Linked DNA regions of Gossypium hirsutum: all the other regions are linked to region 3. The links are chromatin contacts, called in public Hi-C maps. All regions are on one chromosome and are shown on one strand. Each heading gives the region's core, a stretch centred on a gene start, on an enhancer-like site or on the middle of the called end of the contact. The rest is flanking DNA. Distances are from core to core; before and after follow the strand shown. Region 1 has its middle 4.8 kb from the start of LOC121211601. Region 2 has its middle 18 kb from the start of LOC107939796. Region 3 has its middle 17 kb from the start of LOC107916736.

What was found. Hi-C and Micro-C count contacts between places; a contact is called where the count stands out from the background.
Region 1: a contact with region 3 is called in a Hi-C map of leaf, with 1.9 times the contacts expected there. The contact joins two enhancer-like sites. A contact is called at or near these places in 2 of 34 Hi-C or Micro-C datasets (leaf and petal).
Region 2: a Hi-C map of leaf shows a contact between it and region 3, with 6 times the contacts expected there. The contact joins two enhancer-like sites. A contact is called at or near these places in 18 of 34 Hi-C or Micro-C datasets (anther, callus, fibers and 4 more).

What each region holds. Positions count from the first base shown.
Region 1 is chrA12:13,316,649-13,320,750 of Gossypium_hirsutum_v2.1, reverse strand. No RefSeq gene overlaps it. Among protein-coding and RNA genes, the nearest start is that of LOC121211601, 4.8 kb to the right of the region's middle. Within about 2 kb of position 2,245, at least 4 of the 9 cell types and tissues checked have an H3K27ac peak or open chromatin away from gene starts, as enhancers often do. A contact at or near this core is called in leaf, where this site is marked.
Region 2 is chrA12:13,265,565-13,269,323 of Gossypium_hirsutum_v2.1, reverse strand. No RefSeq gene overlaps it. Among protein-coding and RNA genes, the nearest start is that of LOC107939796, 18 kb to the right of the region's middle. Within about 2 kb of position 1,728, at least 7 of the 9 cell types and tissues checked have an H3K27ac peak or open chromatin away from gene starts, as enhancers often do. A contact at or near this core is called in fibers and leaf, where this site is marked.
Region 3 is chrA12:13,090,528-13,094,278 of Gossypium_hirsutum_v2.1, reverse strand. It overlaps the pseudogene LOC107916738. Among protein-coding and RNA genes, the nearest start is that of LOC107916736, 17 kb to the right of the region's middle. Within about 2 kb of position 2,203, at least 6 of the 9 cell types and tissues checked have an H3K27ac peak or open chromatin away from gene starts, as enhancers often do. A contact at or near this core is called in fibers and leaf, where this site is marked.

The DNA.
Region 1 (4,102 bases), core at 996-3,495, 230 kb before region 3:
TTTATTTCTCGAGCACCTCTTCATGTTGGATCTTCAAACTATGCTTAATAGAAATCTCGGATGAGAGATTTTATTATGTTTATTAATGAAGATACATGGAAAGCTATTGAAGAAGGATGGACAAAGCCTGAGGTGATTAATGATGATGGAGTTGTTGGAATGATGGTACGCTCCGTGGCGTAGCAAGAAAATAATTTTACTGATCACAACTCATGAATCCATGTACAAGGAATGAACTTGTTTTGAAAAGGTTGCAAATATACCTCAAACGATTTGAAAAAGAAAAAGAAAACACTAGTATGGGTTGAAAACTCTGTCACGGTCGCAAACCTCGGCAGCAATGAAAGCATCCTAGGTTCTATGTGATCCACCCGGTAAACCCTCTCAAAAACCCTTTTAAAGAGTTTATATTGTCACGTTTATATTGTCTTAATTCATCTTATATATGGTATAACTTATCATAGTAATTTAATTTAAGAACAAAAATATATTTGTATTTATTCATATATATATATATACACACTATAGCAATATGAAGTTATAATTATAGAAAATATTCTTATATGACATAGTTGTACTCATGCCATTTATCACTATAAATATTAGACATATAACAAGTTATGTTTCTAAATAGAGCACGTAGTAAAAGTCAGATTAAGTCTTAATACGATTGGCATCGATATTATTGTCAGAATAGAAGGACATGAGTTCAAGTGCGCTGAAGTATATTATCCTCCTATTAAGGATTAAGGATGAGTTATAAATAGTTCTAAACATTATATTAAAAAGAACGGACATGTTAAAAATATTTTTTCAAATTATTATTAAAAATGAGATTAATGTTAAAAAAAATATGATAAAATTACATAAATGAATGAAAATTTTATGGTAGAATAACAATATTATCACCTTTCAAATTATTTAAGGAATCCTCAATATTAATTATATTAATGAATAAAAGCATATAATTGCATTAATAGTCAAAGATTAATTTTTAAAAAAATTAAGGAATTATAGATTCTCTGACCAATATATGAGACCATTTGGGTTTATGGTCAAAAGAAGCTTGTATTTAAATTAAATTTAAATATGTAATTTTCGTTTTTATTTTGATATCTAATACTTCGTGAAATCAATCTAAATATAGTAAATTATATTATACACGAAATCTAGGGGTTTCTTAGTTAAACGCCAACACCCTTTTATTTTATTTTCCGTGAACTCTACATTCAAAACATTGTAACAATTAGGAATATTTTTCGAAAGAATTTTATTTTTCTCAAAAAGTATTTTTCGTAAACTTTTTTAAAAAAATGCTTTGAAGCTAATTTTTAGCTTAAGAGAAGTACTTTTTCTCTCAAAAAGTAACTTGTTTAAAAATGTTTTTATCTCAAAAGTATTTCTTAAAAACAATATTAGACACACCCTAAATAGGTTTTCTTTTAAAAAAAGAAATAATCCATATGTGGCATAGTTAATTATTTTCCAAGTGGTATCTTTAAATATTTGATACATCATTGAAGATCATTGAAAATTCCGAATCAACAATCAATAATAAAATTTAAAATTTTGAATTAATGATTAACGAAAAATTATTTTATAAATCCTCCGTACCACATTATTTATGGTCTCTACCAATTAAAAATAAATACATCATCTTTTTTTTCCACATCATATGTACATTGAACTAAATTTTCAAACTATTTTTTTAATTGAAAAAAAAGATGATGTATTTATTTTTAATTGACAGGAACCAGGAATTATAAAATAATTTCTCATGGTAACATTAGAAGTTGTATTTAAGGAATTAATTAGGCAACTTAGGTATCAAAATAAACTTATTTACATTTAATAAATAGCAAAATTGGAAACAAATTAACTAAAAATTAAATATAGCCTCAAGATTTCAAAGATGATGGAATAAAAGGTAAAATAGAAAGATTTTTTATTTTCAAAAATTAAGATAAAAACATACAAACCTTTTTATACTATTAAAATGAATTAATATTTTATGAAAATCAAGTCAAATAATTCGTGATTAATTATATTAATATGGAAGGACACAATAACAGTCATTTATGCTTGTTTGTAATTTTGTTCTGTTATTTTCTTATTTTTGTTACTTGTAAACACGCAGCATTTTGGGACTTGGAAAACTCAACAAAACGGTGTGTTATGGTTGGGGTCTGAGTCGTGTCTAAACTACGCGTTTTGAGTGCTATATTGTTTAATGAAACGATGCGTATGGAATGGCACAACTGTCATAACGGCTTGCCAAATCGTTTCCCATAACCGTTGCTTCTTTCCCTCTTAAGCATGGTTTGAGGGGAGAAACTGTTATGAATTTACAACACAAAAATTTTACTTCTCTCTTGCCCTTCTCTTGATCTTCCTCCTCTCTTCCTTATTCTCAATATTATTTCTTTGCTTGTTATTTTCTCGTTTCAAACGTATCAGACCTTTTCGATCCTCCATGGTCGGTGAAGAAATGACAACCTAACTTCAGGAGGAGTTGGGTCATCTGCAACAGGAGGTGACTCAAGTTGCAAGTGGAGATTTCTCGATGGGACACTAAGCTCAACTCTCGTTTGAAAGAGGTCCGAGATGAGTCCAGAGGGGAGATCAAGGTTGAACTACAAACGTTATTTGAGCAGTATCTGGGACGCCAACCTTCAGTGCTTGTCACTAGTTCTTCTCAATACAAGAGGAAAGGAATACTGGGAGGTCCTCCACCGGGTTTCCCTCCAAAGGAAGCCTTGGTTGTTTCTCCTATGGTAGATCTAAGGTACATGATAACACCATCATGAGTTGGCAATGTGGAAACACCAATGAGACCCTTCAAACTGGAATGTCCAAGATTCGATGAAGTGGATTTCAAAGGCTGATTGCCCAAATTGGAGCAATATTTTAAAGATGATGGAGTCAGTGACAGTGCTAAAGTGAGGATAGTCATGTTGCATTTGGAAGGGAAGACTCTTGATTGGCACCACTTCTTTGCTCAGAGACAAGGCGGGCTGCGTTTGCTTACTTGGGACAACTACGTTCAAGGATTGAAGGAGAGGTTTGGGTCCAGCACCTTCCTTGACCCCCTGGTACACAGTTGGTCACTACCATGATATCTTTGTAAGTTTACTCAACCAGCTACAGCTACCCTAGAGCAATGCTTGGAGTATATTTACTAGCAATTTAAAGGTAGAAATTGGGTAGTATTTGCAATTATTCAAACCCAAAACCTCAGTTGAAGGATTTTTTTTTATTGCTCGCTAAGTTGAGAGCATTTTGATGAATAACCAGAAGAAAAATCCTCATGTAGGGAGTGGAGGGTACCCCAAGTTACCTACCCTGTTCCTTACCCCAAAAGCCATCACCACAACAAACCACCCACTAGTCAAAAGAGGCCTACTAAATCTCTCTCCCACAATGACATGGAAAAAAGGAGGAGAAAGGGCTTGTATTGTTGTGTGCTACCAAGTATACGAGGCAACACAAGCTGTACTCCAAGCAAAGTAAGTGCAGTTTTGGCACTTCAAAGGTTGAGTACTTAAATCATGTTATTTCCAAAAGAGTTGTAGCAATGGATAGAACCAAGGCTGACAATGTTCTTTAATGGCCAATTCCAGTTTCAATGAAGGAACTAAGGGGTTTCTTGGGCCTTTCTAGCTATTATCACAGATTCATTAAACATTATGGGACTATAGCCAAACCTCTGACTCAACTGTTGAAGAAGAAAGTACCTTGGGAATGGTTTGCCTTGGCTAATGAATCTTTTCAACAGCTTAAGCAAGTTATTTGTGCAGCACTTGTTCTAGCCTTGCCAGACTTCACTTCTAAATTTTGTGTTGATGCTAATGCATATGGACAAGGTGTGGGAGCCATGTTGCATCAGAAGGGAGGCCTTTGGCCTTTTTTAACAAAGCCCTTGGAGCCAAACACCAAGCCCTCTATATCTTTACAAGGAGATGTTGGTTTTCCTTTTGGCAGTAGTTGGAAGACGGTCCCAAATTTGTACTGATCACCAAAGCCTTCGGTTTTTGGCCGACCAACAAGCTATAACCGCTTTCCAACAGAAATGGTAGCCAAAATATTGGGGTACAACTATGTG
Region 2 (3,759 bases), core at 479-2,978, 180 kb before region 3:
TTAATTCACTGATTATATTGAAACAGGGCCAAAACAAATTCAAGCCAACAATAGACTAAGTCCAACACAAGAAACGGAAAAACAAAAAACCAAAAACAACCCAACACAGAACAAAACAAAATACCCCCAAAGTCAAAATAACAAAAATTAATAAAACAAAATAACCCAAAGACAAGCCCAAACACAAAGAAAAACAAAAGTAGCCCAATTCCACAAACCAGCAAAACGACAAAGAGGGATACTCTAGAGCATTCTTGCTCCAGCTAGAAACCACCCCATAAACCCCCTTGAAAACAACAATCGTCAAAACAATAATTATCAGCAATCAAATTAATATCTGACCATTTCAACCCTCAAAGGCTTCTTGAAACTCCACGTTCTTGAAAACTCTTCCACACAACAGATTCAAAAAATGTTTTCCTCTTCCCCTACTCTCCGTCCCCTCAGCTCTCTCATACTCTCAGTCCTCTGTCGATCTTCAGCCACCACTCCCACCGCTCCAAAAGCAACCATGTTCTCTAGATAAGTTGACTCTCTTCTTACCAATCCTTCAGTTAAAGTGATATGAGCAACCGTATTTGCTTCTCTGTTTGTAAAGAGGAAGACGCAGGTCTGAAATCCTAAGCTAATACTTTTAGAACCGTTTATGAGTGCAGCAATCTCAGATCTATCCTCATTTTCTTCTTGAAGCTTTCGAATCACCGTTCAAGAATCACCCTCGATCTCCACCTCCCTCATATCCGGTTGTAAACCCAGTTGTAGCGCTTGAAAGCACGCCACCACTTCAGCAGCGAAGACAGACGGTATGTTTGAGTTCATAACTATTTTTTAGCAAATAACCTCTATTTTAGCATTACGGATAACTAACCCTGAACACGATTCCTTCCTGCGATTGTTAAAAGCAGCATTGAAGTTAATCTTGATCCCTGTTCCTTCCGAAGCAACCCAACTAGCCACATAGAAACGTTCAACAGGTACATTCTGTTTCAACCCATCAAGTTCCTTAATATGATTTTCAACAAAAATTGCAATTTGAGCACCCGTCTTAATCTCACCATCATGGATAAATCTGTTTCTGGAAGTCCAACGTGCCCATAAAGTGCATGCAAATATTCTGCAAATAGCTTTAGATCTAGACTCAAAAATACATTTAAACCATTCTCTGAAATCAGTGCTTTCTTCAGAAAGGATCCACTTTATATTCAAGTATTCCCATGTTTCCTTTGCAACAGAGCACTTGTGGAACACATGTTCCCTTATTTCCACTCCATCCTGGCACCGACTGCAAGTCGCGGAGCCCCTCATTCGTTGATATTGAAGATTACTAAAAGTAGGTAGATAGTTACGAGAAATTCGCCAACTGTAATCTTTATTTTAAAGGGTAGGTCAAGAGTCCACAATTTTTTGTAAAATTGTTTGTAACTAGCCTGTAAATTATTAAGATTATCATGTAAAAGGAGTTTATGCCCACTTCGTAACGAATATTCACCAGTCGGCTCTCCACGCCAAATGACAACATCATCGAGCTCCTGCAAAGACAAGGGAATACAAAGAATCCTTTCTGCGTCCTGCTCCGAAAATGTATTAAAAATCAACTCTGAGTTCTATTTTCTAGCATTAGCATCAATCAGATCAACAACTTGTTGAACGCTTAAATTAACCTCTGTGTTTTGTACTTTAAAATCATCATTGCCAGGAATCCATGCATCTTCCCAAATAGAGACTTGTTTCCATTTCTAATCCTCCAACCCAGTCCTTTCAACAAAAGCCCATTAGTAGCCCAGATACTTCGCTAGGTAAAGGAAGGTAGATTTCCCAAACTGGAGTTTAAAAAGTTCGACTCATTATAATATTTAGCTTTAAAAGTACGCACTAGTAACGAATTAAGATTACGTAACAAACGCCAACCCTGTTTTGCCAATAAAGCGATATTAAAATGATTTAGATTGCGGAAACCCATGCCCCTATTTTCCTTAAGCGCGCACATGGACTTACAATCGTACCAATGCATCCCACGCTTTCCTTGATTTTTCCTCTACAAAAAGCCCCCATAATATTTTCCAATTCCAAACATAACGATTTTGGCAAAAGGAAGCAAGCCATTGTATAGGTGGGAAGTGATTGCAAAACAGCCTTTATAAAACTCTCTGGATCTCTCTGAGAAATGTGCCTTAAACTAAAACTATTAATCTGTTGCTTCAAGCGATTTTTCAAATTTTGAAAGGCGATTTTCTTCTTTCGACCCACCATGTTAGGAGGACCAATGTACTTCACTGGATTTTTCGAGCTTCTAACATTAAGAATCTGAAACACCATATCCTTATCCTGATCTGCCACATTAGAGCTAAAGAACACTGTTGATTTTTCAAAGTTAACACACTGCCCCGAACAAGCTTTGTATTCTTCGAGAATATCCTTCATCACACAGATCCCCCTAATTGAGACCTCTCCAAACAAAATGCAGTCATCTGCAAACATGAGGTGCGTGATCGGTGGAGCTGATCTGCAAACCTTGGCAACAGAAATTTTTTTCCTGACTAGCCAGTCTCATTAATGTAAAAAGCCCTTCTCCACAAAATAGAAACAAATAGGGACTTAAAGGATCCCCTTGGCCCAGGCCCCTAGAAGACCTGAAACTTGATCCTTCCTCCCCATTAATTAAAATCGTGTACTAGACAGAACTGATACATTGAAGGATAATATTGATGAACCTTTCATCAAAGCCTAATTTACTCATCATCTCTCTTATAAAAGGCCACTCAACTCTATCATAGGCCTTGCTCATGTCTAATTTTAGAGCCATGAAACCTTTTCTTCCATATCTTTTATTTCTAAGAGAATGAAGAACTTCATATGCGAGTAAAACATTATCAGAAATAAGCCTACCGAGAACGAACGCACTTTAGGCGCCATCAATGCACTCTTCCAAAACCTTTTGGAAACGATTAGCCACTGTCTTGGCAATAATCTTATAAATAACAGTACACCATCAATGCACTCTTCCAAAACCTTTTGGAAACGATTAGCCACTGTCTTGGCAATAATCTTATAAATAACAGTACACAGGCTAATGGGACGGTAATTTTTCAAATTGGTAGGATTAGTAGTTTTAGGAATCAGCACCAGTTGAGTCTTATTAATCTCTTCCAAAGAACTCCCATTATTCAAAATTCCTAAACAAAAATCACTAGTATCCTTACCAATGATGTGCCAGTACTTCTGATAGAAAATAACAGGGAAACCGTCAGCACCTGAAGCTTTTGTAGGCCCCATTCCTTTCAGCGACTCAATAATTTTGCCCTCTGAGTAAATGTCCAGCAACATTCGATTCATTCTTTCCAAAATACACGAATGAACCCCGGAAAGTATATGGTTCAAATTCCCAATTCCTCTCGACATAAAAAGGTCAGAAAAGTACCCTCTAACAATGGACTCCACCTCCCTACCATCCATAGCAATCGAGCCGTCAAGTCTTTGAAGACCACAAATCCGATTAACACGGCTTCTCTGAGACGCATATTTATGGAAGAATGCAGTATTCTTATCACCCATTTTCAACCAATTAGCTCGAGCCCGTTGCTCCCAATACATCTCCTCTTTATCCATCTCCATATTCAGCTGGAGTTTGATCCCAACAATCTCACCCAAATTCTCCTCCGATCTCTCGCCACAATTCAACTCTTCCAGCCTCCTGTTTAGACGTTTCACATCATACCCTCATTTATGCTTGATCTTTTTCGCCCAACCTTTCAAACCATC
Region 3 (3,751 bases), core at 954-3,453:
TTGTCAATTTTTTGCAGGTAAAAACATTGTTTCTCTTTCTCCATTAAAATCATGAAATGATCTGTAACACCAGTAGCTAACAAATTATTACTCCTATTTGTATCAAACATAAGTAAGTTTCTTTAAAGAAAATAATGTACTAACCAAGTTTTGCCAGTTGTGATACGTTTCCGTGCATTTCTCACGCCTCCAAGCATCAAGATCAAAAATATTCATCCCATAAGCCCAAGCACAAGCCTTAGGATTAAACCTCTCCCTAATGAGAGGATGTGAAAAATGCAAATACTGAGAGAAACGGTGAAACGACCCAAAGCAGGTTTCTACAGCTCCATTCACCTTTCCAGACAAGTCTATCTTCCACAACCCTGTCAAGTCCTTCTGAACCACAACATCATCATCCAAGAACAAAATCTTATGCAACTTAGGGTACATTCAGGCAAATAAAACCTAAGGTGATTCAACATTGACATATGCTCAAGATACCTAAACTTCGTGTTACTCCCATCTTTGGTACCATTCTCCATCTTATGCTCCAAGTAAAATCTCTGCTTAGCAGACTCAATTTGCCTCAAAACTGGCACGTAGGCGGAATTCATGAATTTATAGTCTTCTAATGCCCTCACCTCCACATGAGCACCTCCTTCTACAGGTCTCATTTTGAACCAAACTTTCATTGCAGCCAAATTCATTCTATCAGTTACCACATGGAACACATGTTTCCAAGGCTCCTCAGCGTTCTTCACCACAGACCTCACCACCACAGAAACTGCAATCACATTATCAGAAAATATAGCATAGTGGTACAAATCGGGGTCATCAAACTCAGACTTAGGCAAGTCTTCCTTGTACTTCTCCGGATGGGAAATTCTCTCCTCCACCAGTCTCATTGCCAAGCAATGTAAACTCTTAGGAATTGATTTGGCAGCAATTGAGCTCGCAAAAGCTCCATTCTTTTTTGCCTTACCTAATAATTCCCTAACTGCGAAAATAGTATCTTTCTACTTTTGAATTTTCAACTGATTATCATAATTTTCTTTAGATTCAGCTATTAACAACCTAGCAAATTTCACTCTATCTTTCACTTCTTTCTCAAACTGCCTTAAGACATCCTCATCTAGATTCCCATCGGTTTCAAACAAAGAGGATTTATACCTCGGTTTAGATGTAATATCGGAGAAATTCTTAGCCAAATCGTCAAACATTTTCAATTGCCTCGAAATGTCAAGCTTTAGTTTCCTTGCATAAGCTGCATATGCTTTCACTAATGTGATGTGATCATTGGCTTGCCTGTATATCAAATCTAACCTTGTTTTGAGAGGGTCCGAGTTCAATGCTACAAACGTTCTATGCATGTAAGCATTTCCGCCACTTCGAAACCTCTGCTAGAAAACCCCGGAAAAGAAAATAGTTAGAACATCTAAAAGGGTATTTAAAACCCCAAACAGAATGAATTTTAAAGTACTGCAAGCTCTGCCCTAAAGACTAGCAGAAAACAACCATAGAGAGAGAGAGAGAGAGAGAGAGAGAGAGAGAGAGAGAGAGAGAGAGAGAGAGATTAGATTGTGAAGTATTAAAGGCTCAGCAAATCGCCAAAGTGTATGAATAAAAGCCAAATAGATTTAAATTTTGAAGCACCGAATTAGAGAAATAAATGGCATGTTACTGAGGCTAAAAAAACCCAAGTTAGAGAAAAGAAAAGGGTATCTGAAAAAACCAAAAACAGAACAAATGATAAAGGATTTTGAAGAAGGAAAAATTTACAGAGTGCTGATGAGTTGTAGAAGGACGAGTAGTGAGGAGAACGGTGGCAGTGGCAATGAAGAGAAGCGAAAACATGGCTGAGACGAAGATCCTGTAAGAAAAAAAACTGCGGAAACCAGCTCCAACACCGCCGGATCCGCCACCGCGAGCTCCCCTGATAGCCACAGCCATCGAAATTCAGCTATTTACACTGCTTTGTTTCTGTCCGTCTCTTAGACTGATTAGTGAAACTAAATAAATAATAAAAAAAAAGAATGACACAGTAATGAGATCTGAGATTTGACAATGAAAGGGTTAGAAGATGTGGTTGATTTATTAAGATTTGACTGATGAACTGAAGAAAAGGAATGAAGAAATTGATGGAAGTGTTTAGGGTGAGGGGGGTGTAGGGATTGTTCGTTGAGATGGTTAGAATTTGTCGGGCTGACTGAAGAGGGTGAGATCCGTAGTTATATGTGTAATGGGCCGGACCAATATGATCCATAACTTTTTCAATTCGATCGATTGTCTTCAATTACTGATCCAACCACTTAAATTCTATAAAACTTTTCTTTTTTTTTTCTTTCCAAATATATTCCTACTTTAGCAGTCCAAATATTTTTAAAAGGGAATAACTTACATAAAGTAAAATTTTTAACTACCACTCAAATTTTAATGATATAAAATTACTATTATACACTCGTCCATAGAGAAATTATTTTATAAATTATTCTCATCACATTATTCATGGTCCCTTTTCTATTATTTAATAACATTTAACAATTTTTTTCATATGATTGACACATAATTTTAATAATTTTTTTATCCCGAACTTTAAGCCCAAAACTTATAACCCTAAACCCTAAACTTGAACACAAAACTCTAAATTTCGAATTCATAACTCATAACCCATCCCCGAATCCTTGAACACCAAACTCGTAACCTTAAACCAAAACTCTAAATTCCGAACTCATAACTCATAACCCATACCCCGAATCCTTGAACATTGAATTCTGAACCCTAAACTTGTACCCCGAACCTTGAACTTTTACATTGAATTCCAAACTCAAAACCCAAACTCGAACCCTAAACCTTAAATCTCGAATCCAAATCTTGAACTTTGAGGTTCAAGGTTCTAGGTTCGGGATTTATGGTAAAATAATTACCACGATTATGTACCAATGATATGGAAAAAAGTGCAGAAAAAATGTTAATTTTTTTAAAAAATTGATTGCACAAAAAAAAGTTAACTTATGAGAAAAAAAAATGATTAAAATTTGTAAAAGAAGAAAAGAAGTTTGTTTATAATTTAAAAAATTAATTATTTTAAGTAATTTAATTAAAGTTAAATTAAGTTGGAGAATATATTAAATATAAATAAATATATAGTAATACTTTATTATTTTTAAAATTTAATAACGTGGTACTATTTTATTAGTGCCTAAAAACTATAACAATGATCCTAATATAATTTATTTCTTTATTATAATACTATTTTTAAATTAAACTCTTCAAATTCAACTTTTATATTTTTTCTTAAAAGTAAATACAATGACCATATATATAATTAATACAACCATAAAATAAAATAAGAGATTATATTATATTATATTGTATATAAAATTGTATATAAAAAATATAAAGTTAATAAACAATTAAAATAAAAGTAACATACTTTCTTTTTGTTTTTATTTTTTTGTTAATGTAACCATAACAATTTAAATATAAAATAATTAATATAAATTTTATTTTTTATTTATTATATAAATCCATTCAATAAATTTCTTTTAATGGAATCAAATTTTTTTATTTATAAGTTTTCTTATTAAATTCATTCAACCAATTATTTTAATAAAATTAAAAATCTTACCTATAAATGCCATAAATATTATAAATAAATAAAAATATTTGTAATGACAAAGTCAGTAATATGCGCATTTATATTTTATGATATTTAATAAAAATGTATTTGTTATGAATATCTTATTAAGTGGATGTCCAACATGATCAA